Linked DNA regions of Rattus norvegicus: region 1 is linked to region 2. Evidence: chromatin contacts called from public Hi-C data. All regions are on one chromosome and are shown on one strand. Each heading gives the region's core, a stretch centred on a gene start, on an enhancer-like site or on the middle of the called end of the contact. The rest is flanking DNA. Distances are from core to core; before and after follow the strand shown.

What was found. Hi-C and Micro-C count contacts between places; a contact is called where the count stands out from the background.
Region 1: a contact with region 2 is called in a Hi-C map of the A7r5 cell line, with 6 times the contacts expected there. The contact joins the enhancer-like site here to the promoter of Ahr in region 2. A contact is called at or near these places in 10 of 12 Hi-C or Micro-C datasets (the A7r5 cell line, the Rat2 cell line, Schwann cells and 6 more) and 1 of 1 datasets of contacts at active chromatin or transcription factors (oligodendrocytes).

The regions. Positions count from the first base shown.
Region 1 is chr6:58,260,604-58,264,703 of GRCr8, forward strand. No RefSeq gene overlaps it. Among named protein-coding and RNA genes, the nearest start is that of Agr3, 110 kb to the right of the region's middle. Within about 2 kb of position 1,943, at least 23 of the 93 cell types and tissues checked have an H3K27ac peak or open chromatin away from gene starts, as enhancers often do. A contact at or near this core is called in the A7r5 cell line, where this site is marked.
Region 2 is chr6:57,997,209-58,001,406 of GRCr8, forward strand. Ahr (aryl hydrocarbon receptor) reads right to left here and starts at 1,693. Exons shown (of 11, transcript NM_013149.3): 1 at 1,604-1,693. The coding sequence starts at 1,665.

The DNA.
Region 1 (4,100 bases), core at 693-3,192, 260 kb after region 2:
GTATCTTTCCTCAATTTCATTTATAGTTTTTTCTTCTAAGACTTGTCTCCATTTTTCATCTTTTCCCTTTTATATATCTCTATCATTTTGATATCATTTTCATTCTTATTATAAACCTCTCTAATTTTTCTTCTAAGGCTTCCAATCTAGCATTTAATTTTTTAGTTTTTACTTTCCTAATTCTGTTTCATTCTGATCTTTCTTTTAAGGGATATATAAATTGTAATTGTTTCAAAAAATTATTTCTATGCTGATAACTGAAACAAAATCATATGGGATCCAGAAGCATCATGTCATTGTGTCTCTCTCCACTTTTTAACTCAGAAAATATTTTCCTTTTAATCTGTAACTCTCTCTTTAAGGACTTACCAGGTATCTTATCAAATCAGTTGACTTTTCACCTTTTCCCGAAGTTTACTACGTCTCTGCTGCTCAGCTAGCATGTTGCACTGGTTATTGGCTCCTGGCTCTGCCCCCTTAGAGGACTAGAGCAGTTGCTTGTCCTTCTGTGAGAGCCAAGCCTCATGCCTGCATATGCACTGAGTCTAACCACCCCAGCTCTAGGAAGTTCCGCCTGGGGCAGGCACAGGACTTGGTCCCTGACTAGTTATCCCCTGCCCACAGGAGATAGTTCCCAACATGAAACAACCCCAGTGACAGTTTTCTGGACTTTTTTGTTTCATTTTACTTTGTTTGGGTTTTTTTTTAAATCTTACTGGTCATTTGTTTGTTTTGTCTTTATGTTGGGCTGCTTCTGGTTTGTTTTCATGTTTTTCTGTTTGTTTGTAAGAGAGAAAGAAAATAAACATAAATGTGGGTGGGTTCAATGTCTCCTTGTCATATTTACTGCTCTTGTTTCTGGGGAAAGCCCTGCCATCTCCTGGGAGGTCTTCATGGTCCCTGTCATCACTATGTTTTAGAGAATACAACTTGGGATGGCTAGGAGGCATCTTCAGCCTATGTCCAACTGGAACCCAAAAATATGTTGCCAGTACCTTTCTTCAAATATTTGTAGGCTCCTCCACCACCAAAAACAAACGAAATCCACCTACCCTATAGTGACCCTATAATAATATTCTTAAGAATTCAGTAAGTTATCATTTCATTTGTTTCTAATTTGATAAGTATCCAAATTATTAAAGGGGAATTAGCTCACATTTTGGCTAACCTTGATGTTAACTGTGATAAAGGTAATTGGCACTCATTCTATACCTAGAATACATAATTACTTTATTTAATTACGTCTCCTCTTCATGAGTTGAAACATTTTTTCTTAATAGCTAACCCAAATTAAATTTTGTCTTGTAGAATATGTGCCAAATAACCACACCAAAAATGATGATCTATCTAAAATACATTTCTTATAGCTAATGTTACCCAGTGATGCTCGTGACTGGATAGTGTCTTATTGTTTGCAGTGTTTAAGTGCTTGACTATTGTTATTTTCCAAAATAAAGGATCCTATGGTTCTCTCCTGTGTTGTTTTCTTTTCTTCTTGGACTATTGCTAAGCTGGACACCAGAGCTTGCTAAAGCCTTTGGTGTTTAAAAATTAATTGTATGTATTTGAAATTGAATACAAACCTTCTTTCTTTCCTATGAGTGTTACTGGCTTGATCTATTTAATCTTTCAGAAAATGCAGGAAATAATTGCTTGTGGAGAAGGACCACACAAAAAGTTAGGTCTGAAGGGAAAACCGAACCTCAGAGCTTCAAGCTCGGTCCTAAACTCAAAACAAAAGGCCGTTCGTTTGACCTCCTATGCAATTCTATTAAGAGATCCTCCAGAAAAGCAGAGAGGCCCTTGTCTCAGGGAAAGTCTATGAGAACTCTTTGAAGAAAACAAAGACCATGAGTCTTATTAAAAGAATCCGAGGGCTGGGTACTAGAGATACTGTAGTATAAACATTCCTGCAGATGACCTGGACTTTGTAGTCTGCAGAGAAATCCTGTCTGCTATACCACTCACACAAGGCTCCGCCACTCTGACGGGAGTGTTGTTTTGTTGTGTGTAGACAGCTGAGAGTCATTTCCTCATTTTCATTCTAAACGAAGCTGGACACTCCCTTTCCATTTCTGAAAAGTAATCTCTGTGAGAAGGTTGCTGGCATGTTTACCCAGTGGGCTTGGAGCCAGTCAGACAACACCTACATTTCTTGGTCCTTCCCCTCTCTGTTTCCCAACCTCTCCTGCTTTAAGATGGCCAGATATAAAAAGCTGCCAGTCGGGATGCCAGAACTTCAAAGGGCTGTCACAAGTGTACACAAAAGCCCATTTGTTCAGCTCTTGGATGGAGACACCAGTGGCTCCCAGGCACAGAGAACCCAAGGTTTTGCTTCTTTTAACTTTTTGCTTGTACCATCTGGCAGACGAAGGAGCCTTTATTTCACTCCATAACTTGTCCAGAGGCTGACTGAATCAATGCACCATTTTGGTCTTATAATCTATCTTGGCCTTTATATCGTCTCTGCTTGTGGAACTAATTACATGATAGAATTTTCCAAATAAACCCTATTTGCCTTTCAATGTACAGGACCCTAGATTTAAGAGACAAGCATAGCAGATAACTGTCTAAGCACCTACATTTGGGCCCTAAAGATATGTATTGAAGTCCCATCAAACAGAAATGTTACCAAGAGTATAAAGAACATTAGATTTTATTCTCTCAAGATCTATTTTTACTGATAATATATTTTATTTTATTCTAAACTGTGTAATGTAAACCAAGCCAGGTCTCTAACATTGGATGAGGTAAAAAACACAAGCCTAGAATAAAGCGGTTGCACTTATATAGTCACAGATTTGTTAATGACTATGTGTCGTAAAGGTCATCTCACAATGTGGCCCAGGAAGGATGTAGCTATTTAAAAGGATGAAGGTATATAGACCTTGTGAAATAAAGTGAAAACACATTCTGTCTTCAAATAAGAAGTCAAATATATCAGAAGTCAAATTCAAGGCAGACGTATCTATATCTTACTAGGTCACCCCTAGCTAATTAATTCTGCAAACCTCTATGGTGCAACCAAAACGTCCAGCCAGGACCTCTGGTGCTTCTCTTCATAATACCCTTCCTTAATGCTAAAGATGGAAAACTAGTTCACTAGTATAAGAGATAATATGTATTCAGGGTCACACAGAACTTTTAGTGAACACGGCAGTGAGAGTTTTTCTAACTTTTACAGTCAAGATAGATTTATTTCCTCTCCTCCATGTAATAACTTAAAAATAAACAATATACAGATAGCTATGACTTAGACACTGTATATCAGGTAGTATATGACACGAAGAGAAGAAATAACAACTAACTCCTATGATAACCCTGGCTTAGCTCTCTGGAGAGTTTTCAGGCAAACACTGAACAAGCGATAACCTAGTGGGAGCCCCAAAAAACCCTGAATTGAGCCACCAGAGCTGAGTGTCCAGGGAAGCCAGACAGCTAGAGCTACGAGGCCAAGACTCAAAAGAAGAGAGCTGGGAGAAAGGTACATAGTCTTCAGCTGAAGTTAAGCCAGCATGGAGTAGGGAGAAATAACACATGTCAGGTGGAGGAGCCACAGCCTGAGACATCAGTCCTGAGATCACAGGGGAACGAAATGGAGGTGGTACTCAATAGATACAGTGGAACATCTTCATAATTCACAGAACATCAAGCAGCATGCGGAGAGTGCTATGTCAGACCAACCAGACCCACAGGGACTAAACCACCAACCAATGAGTACACATAGAGGGATCCATGGCACCAGACACATATGTAACAGAGGATAGCCTTGTCAGACATCAGTGGGAGGAAAAGCCCTTGGTCCTGTGAAGGCTCGATGCCCCAGTGTAGGGCAATGTCAGGGCAGGGAGGCAGGAGTGGGGGGCGGGAAAGCACTCTCATAGAAGCAAGGGGAGGGAAGATGGGATAGGAGATTGCTGGAGGGGAAATCAGGAAAGGGGATAACATTTAAAATGAAAATAAATAAACTACTCAATATAAAGAGAGAGAGTGCTGTGTCAGAGTGGGGAAAGATCAGACTGAGACTGGGGGTTGACTGTTCCTGACCCAGTAAGAACACTGAGCATGTGTCAGAATAACTCATGGTTTCTCACTCTTGG
Region 2 (4,198 bases), core at 443-2,942:
CAACAGTTCAGTTGTGAGAAATTATCAAACACAAATAGTGGCAATACAGTTAAAGGTATCTTAATCTAAGGGGAAGTGTTGCAGTGTTAAAAAGGAAGCTCTTTATATTGACTGGAAACTAAAGATATCCAACGTTATAAAGAGCAACCTCTGAGATGGTTACCTTTGTATGAAAAGCAGTTTACATCCTTAAGAAACACAGAGAAAATCAGTTATTTAAAAAACTCACGGGGAGCTTCAGACTTTACGCCCTTGTACATAACATCTGAGTTTTTTTCATCTCAGGCTAAGTTAGTATTACTATTAACAAAAACAGGGAACAAGCACTTAAAAGCCTCTGAAACTTTAACCATCAGGAACAAAGTCAAATTGAGCAAACATGGTTTAATAAAAAGAAACCATTTTACAAAATAACAAGGCGCTGAAAGCCGGGGTCCAAAGAACTGCCGAGGTGGAAAACTGCTGAGTCAACGATATTTGCGTCCTTTAAAGTGTACCATAAAATTTCCAAATTCTGATCAGACTATTTATACACAAGCATCTCCTCTTAAAATTAATTTTTAAGTCAAGATTTGAAGAACTATGACAGTTGAAATTCTTAACGGAATTAAAATCCACAAATAACCCAAGTTCTAAGTTAGTAACTAGTTGTAAACAGTGTATAAATCTTAAGATCTTATTTTTCTGGTTCACTTGGTGATGGCTGTCAGGTTTCAAGCAAAATGCACACTACTGATTACCTGAAAGTGTTCCTAAAATAATTTATTTAAAAAAATAAGAAATGGTGAGTTGTGGAAACTCCAAGATAATTATGAATGAATGCATCAATACACCCAACTCCTAAATGGAACCCTGTCTCATGCTCGGATCTCTTTTCTGTGAAAAAAAATGTTTATGAATATCTCCCATCTCACAGAAATAGCCCATGGAAACAAAGACCAAAGTCTGTAATCACTGTTAGAATCGGCAAAACTTTATAAGCAAGGGGAGATGAATTACAGGTAGACAGTAGAAATAACTTAGAAGTCAGTCCAGTTCTTTTTCCTCTCCTTAATTTTTAAAAAATTTTATATACCCTACAAGCACTCCAAAAGGAGGAAGAAAGTGTCACTAAAGAGTGGCTATGAATGCCACCAAGCCGCCCGAGCACCTGTCCAAGGCACACTCCAACCTGCTACCAACTCTGCGCCTATTCTGAGCCCGGCAAAATCGCTGCCTAGAGGTAAAGGAAAGAGCAAAACAGAAAGCTAGACGCTAAGAACAGAAAGAAATTCCCTCAGAGGCCAGGACCCCTCCTTCAAGACGGCACGTGTTTAGCTCTGGCCAACTTCTCACCTCAGTGAGCTGTCCCCTAAAGCTCACCACGGTGGAGATCTAGAGTGGAGGATTTCCAGGCAGGCTTAACTAACTAAGCCAGAGAGGCACTAGGTAGGTCAGAGCTGTCAACGAATCAGGGCCAGGGAAGGTCGCTGAGCTGCGAAGGTGCAGGCGCCCGAAAGCAGGGACGAATTTTTTAATGCATTGGTTGAGCCCCTGCTCCCGGATGGCTGCACGCGTGGGGACCTCCCGCACCCGCAGAGCGCGCCTGCCCGCCGTCACTCACGTTTTCTGCACCGGCTTGCGCCGCTTGCGGCTGGCATAGGTGATGTTGGCGCCGCTGCTCATGGTGCCCGCGCCCTGCCCGCTCCACCTGCGTCCCGGAGGCGGCGCCCTGCCCGCGCTGCGCCCAGGTGAGCCGCCGCCACCGAGGGCGGGACCGACCGCGACGCGCAGGTGCGGGCGACAGAGGGGACGCGGGGCTGCCCGGGCTAGCCGCGGAGGAGAAACCCGCAAGCCAGCCGCGCCCGGTCCCGAGGGTCAGGAGGAGCCGTAGTGCTCAAGGGCTTCCCTGCTCAGGCGATAAGCCCGCGCTGCTCAAAGCCCAGCAAGGCTGCCACCCCAGAGTCTACCAGTCCGTCCTCCGGGTCGCTCCGGGCTGAACCTCTCCGGGACACGCGTGGGGCACCGAGCGTCGAGGGGACCGCACACACGCGCTGCCGCCCGCCGCGAGCCCGCTCCTCCGCTGTCGCGACCCCGCGCAGCTCCGCCCCGGGCTCCAGCCCCGCCCCACCTGCTCAGCCCCGCCCCTCACGGTTCCCAGGAGGGCCCCACCCTCCTCGCAGCACGTGATGACGCAGGACGTAGTGTCTCCCTACATTTCTTCCAGCCAGAGGTTCTGGAGGCGGGGTGGTGTTCAACTAGTACCTGTTTTCCAGCCTGGAAGGGAGTGTGAGGCCACATTATGTCTGGGCAAATTCCTTGTACCCAGACATCAAGATTTATTAGGCAAAGAGCTTAGCTCCTCCTAGAGTTGAGTCATCTAAGTTTTGACAAAGATTTTACATTGAGCTGGTTGATAAATACTGTGACTGAAGAGCACTCTAAGGGGAAAGCTACAGAAGCCCTACAGAGTTGAGCCTTGAAGGCCAGGAGTTTTATAATACCTTTCCCTCCCACATTTACTGTATCTACAGAAGGTAATAAAATATCTTTTTCTTCATCAGACTTCAGGAAGATGTGTAGGAAAGAAGCATAGGGGTGCTGAGAAATGGGAGGATAGGTACTAAGACTATGACCAGAGAGCTGAGCCTTTGTTGGTAGTCCGGTAGATCTGGTGGTAGGAAAAAAAAATGTAATGGATACTCAGAAAACCAAGAAACCAATCATCAAGCCTTAATAAAGAAGTTGGGTCTCATTCTGTAGGCGATGGGACACTTTTAAAGCCTGAATTTGGAAGATACTATTCCTGCTATCTCGGGAAAGTCACTGTGGGAAGAGGTGGCAATTCTGTTACTCGGGAGCAAAGTGGATGAAGAGAGAGTCGCTGGGAAGTTGATGAAGTCTGAAGCCGTGCAGGTGCAAGTCCGATGGCACAGCAATAGGGATGAGGGAGAAGAAGGCAGAGATAGTAAAGGAGGGAAGTTGGCTGTTAACCACCAAAGAATAGAGGCAGAGCAGTGCATTTTGGGAGTCAGGGCGGTGATGCTGGACATGGTGGAGACGCAGATGAAGTTGGGTGCGTTTTATAGATTTGAGAGAGATTAGAAGAGAGGATGCATGGCAGCAAGGAAAAGGACATCCAGAAAGCTAAGAACAACAAATGGTGCCGAGACTGTGGAGGAAGAGGAACCCTTCATCACTGTGGGTGGTTGTGTGAACTGGTCCAGCCGCTGTGGAACTCTGAATGGAGGTCCTCAGCAAACTAAAAACAGATCGGCAAGATGGCCAGCTATACTACTTCTGTGCACATATCCGAAGGCCCTTCATTCATAACAGGTGAGGAGTGGGCCAAGACTAGATGCTCATCAACGTATGGATGGATGGTGCGTCTACACAATGGCGTTTTATGGGACCCTAAAGCAAACTGAAATCATGACATTTGCAGGTAAATGAGTGGAACTGGAGATTGCTGTGTTGAAGGCGGTAGACACAGAAGGACAAACACCTCATGTTTTCTCTCACATATGATGTAGATTTTGATTGTTACCCAACCAGGAAAGCGATCATGAGAGTGGGAAAAGGAGCTCTTGGGTTGGAGGTGAGAAGAGAAACTAAAAAGTCAAGAGAACACATGTGGCAAAAAATGAGAAGAGGGACTCCTGAGGGAGGAAGCCAGCGGAGCAGGGTAAGGAACTGGGGGCAATCAGCAGAATCGGAGCATGGTAATGCATACCTTTCATTAAGCCTATCCCTTTGCATGCTAATATTGGAAACCAATTAAGAGTTTAAATTAATAGTTTTCTCAACTATGTTTTGAGCTGAGTAACAATGCCATGCGTTATCAGAAAGAAATTATAAAGCTGACTTCATACTTCTTAGGTTTGAAGTAGATTGGGGACATCTAAGAAAAGATGTTGAATGGGGCAACCGGAGAGGTGGAAGCTGGAACTGTGATTGAGAAACTGTTTGCTAGTGGACAGAGAAGAGAACATGGTGATGTCGTGTGGGTACTGCAAAAGAACTGCCAGGGCTAAAACCTGAGAAGCCCAAGAGGCTCCATGAGAACGGGGTCCAGTGGTGCAGTGGAAGACGAAAAATGGCTCTGTAATTTCAACAACATGGAAGGCCAAGACAGGAGAACAGAGACTCAATAGCCAGTCTGAAATACAGTGTGAGGCCCCATGGTTAATTACTAACTAATAACATCGTTGCATTGGTT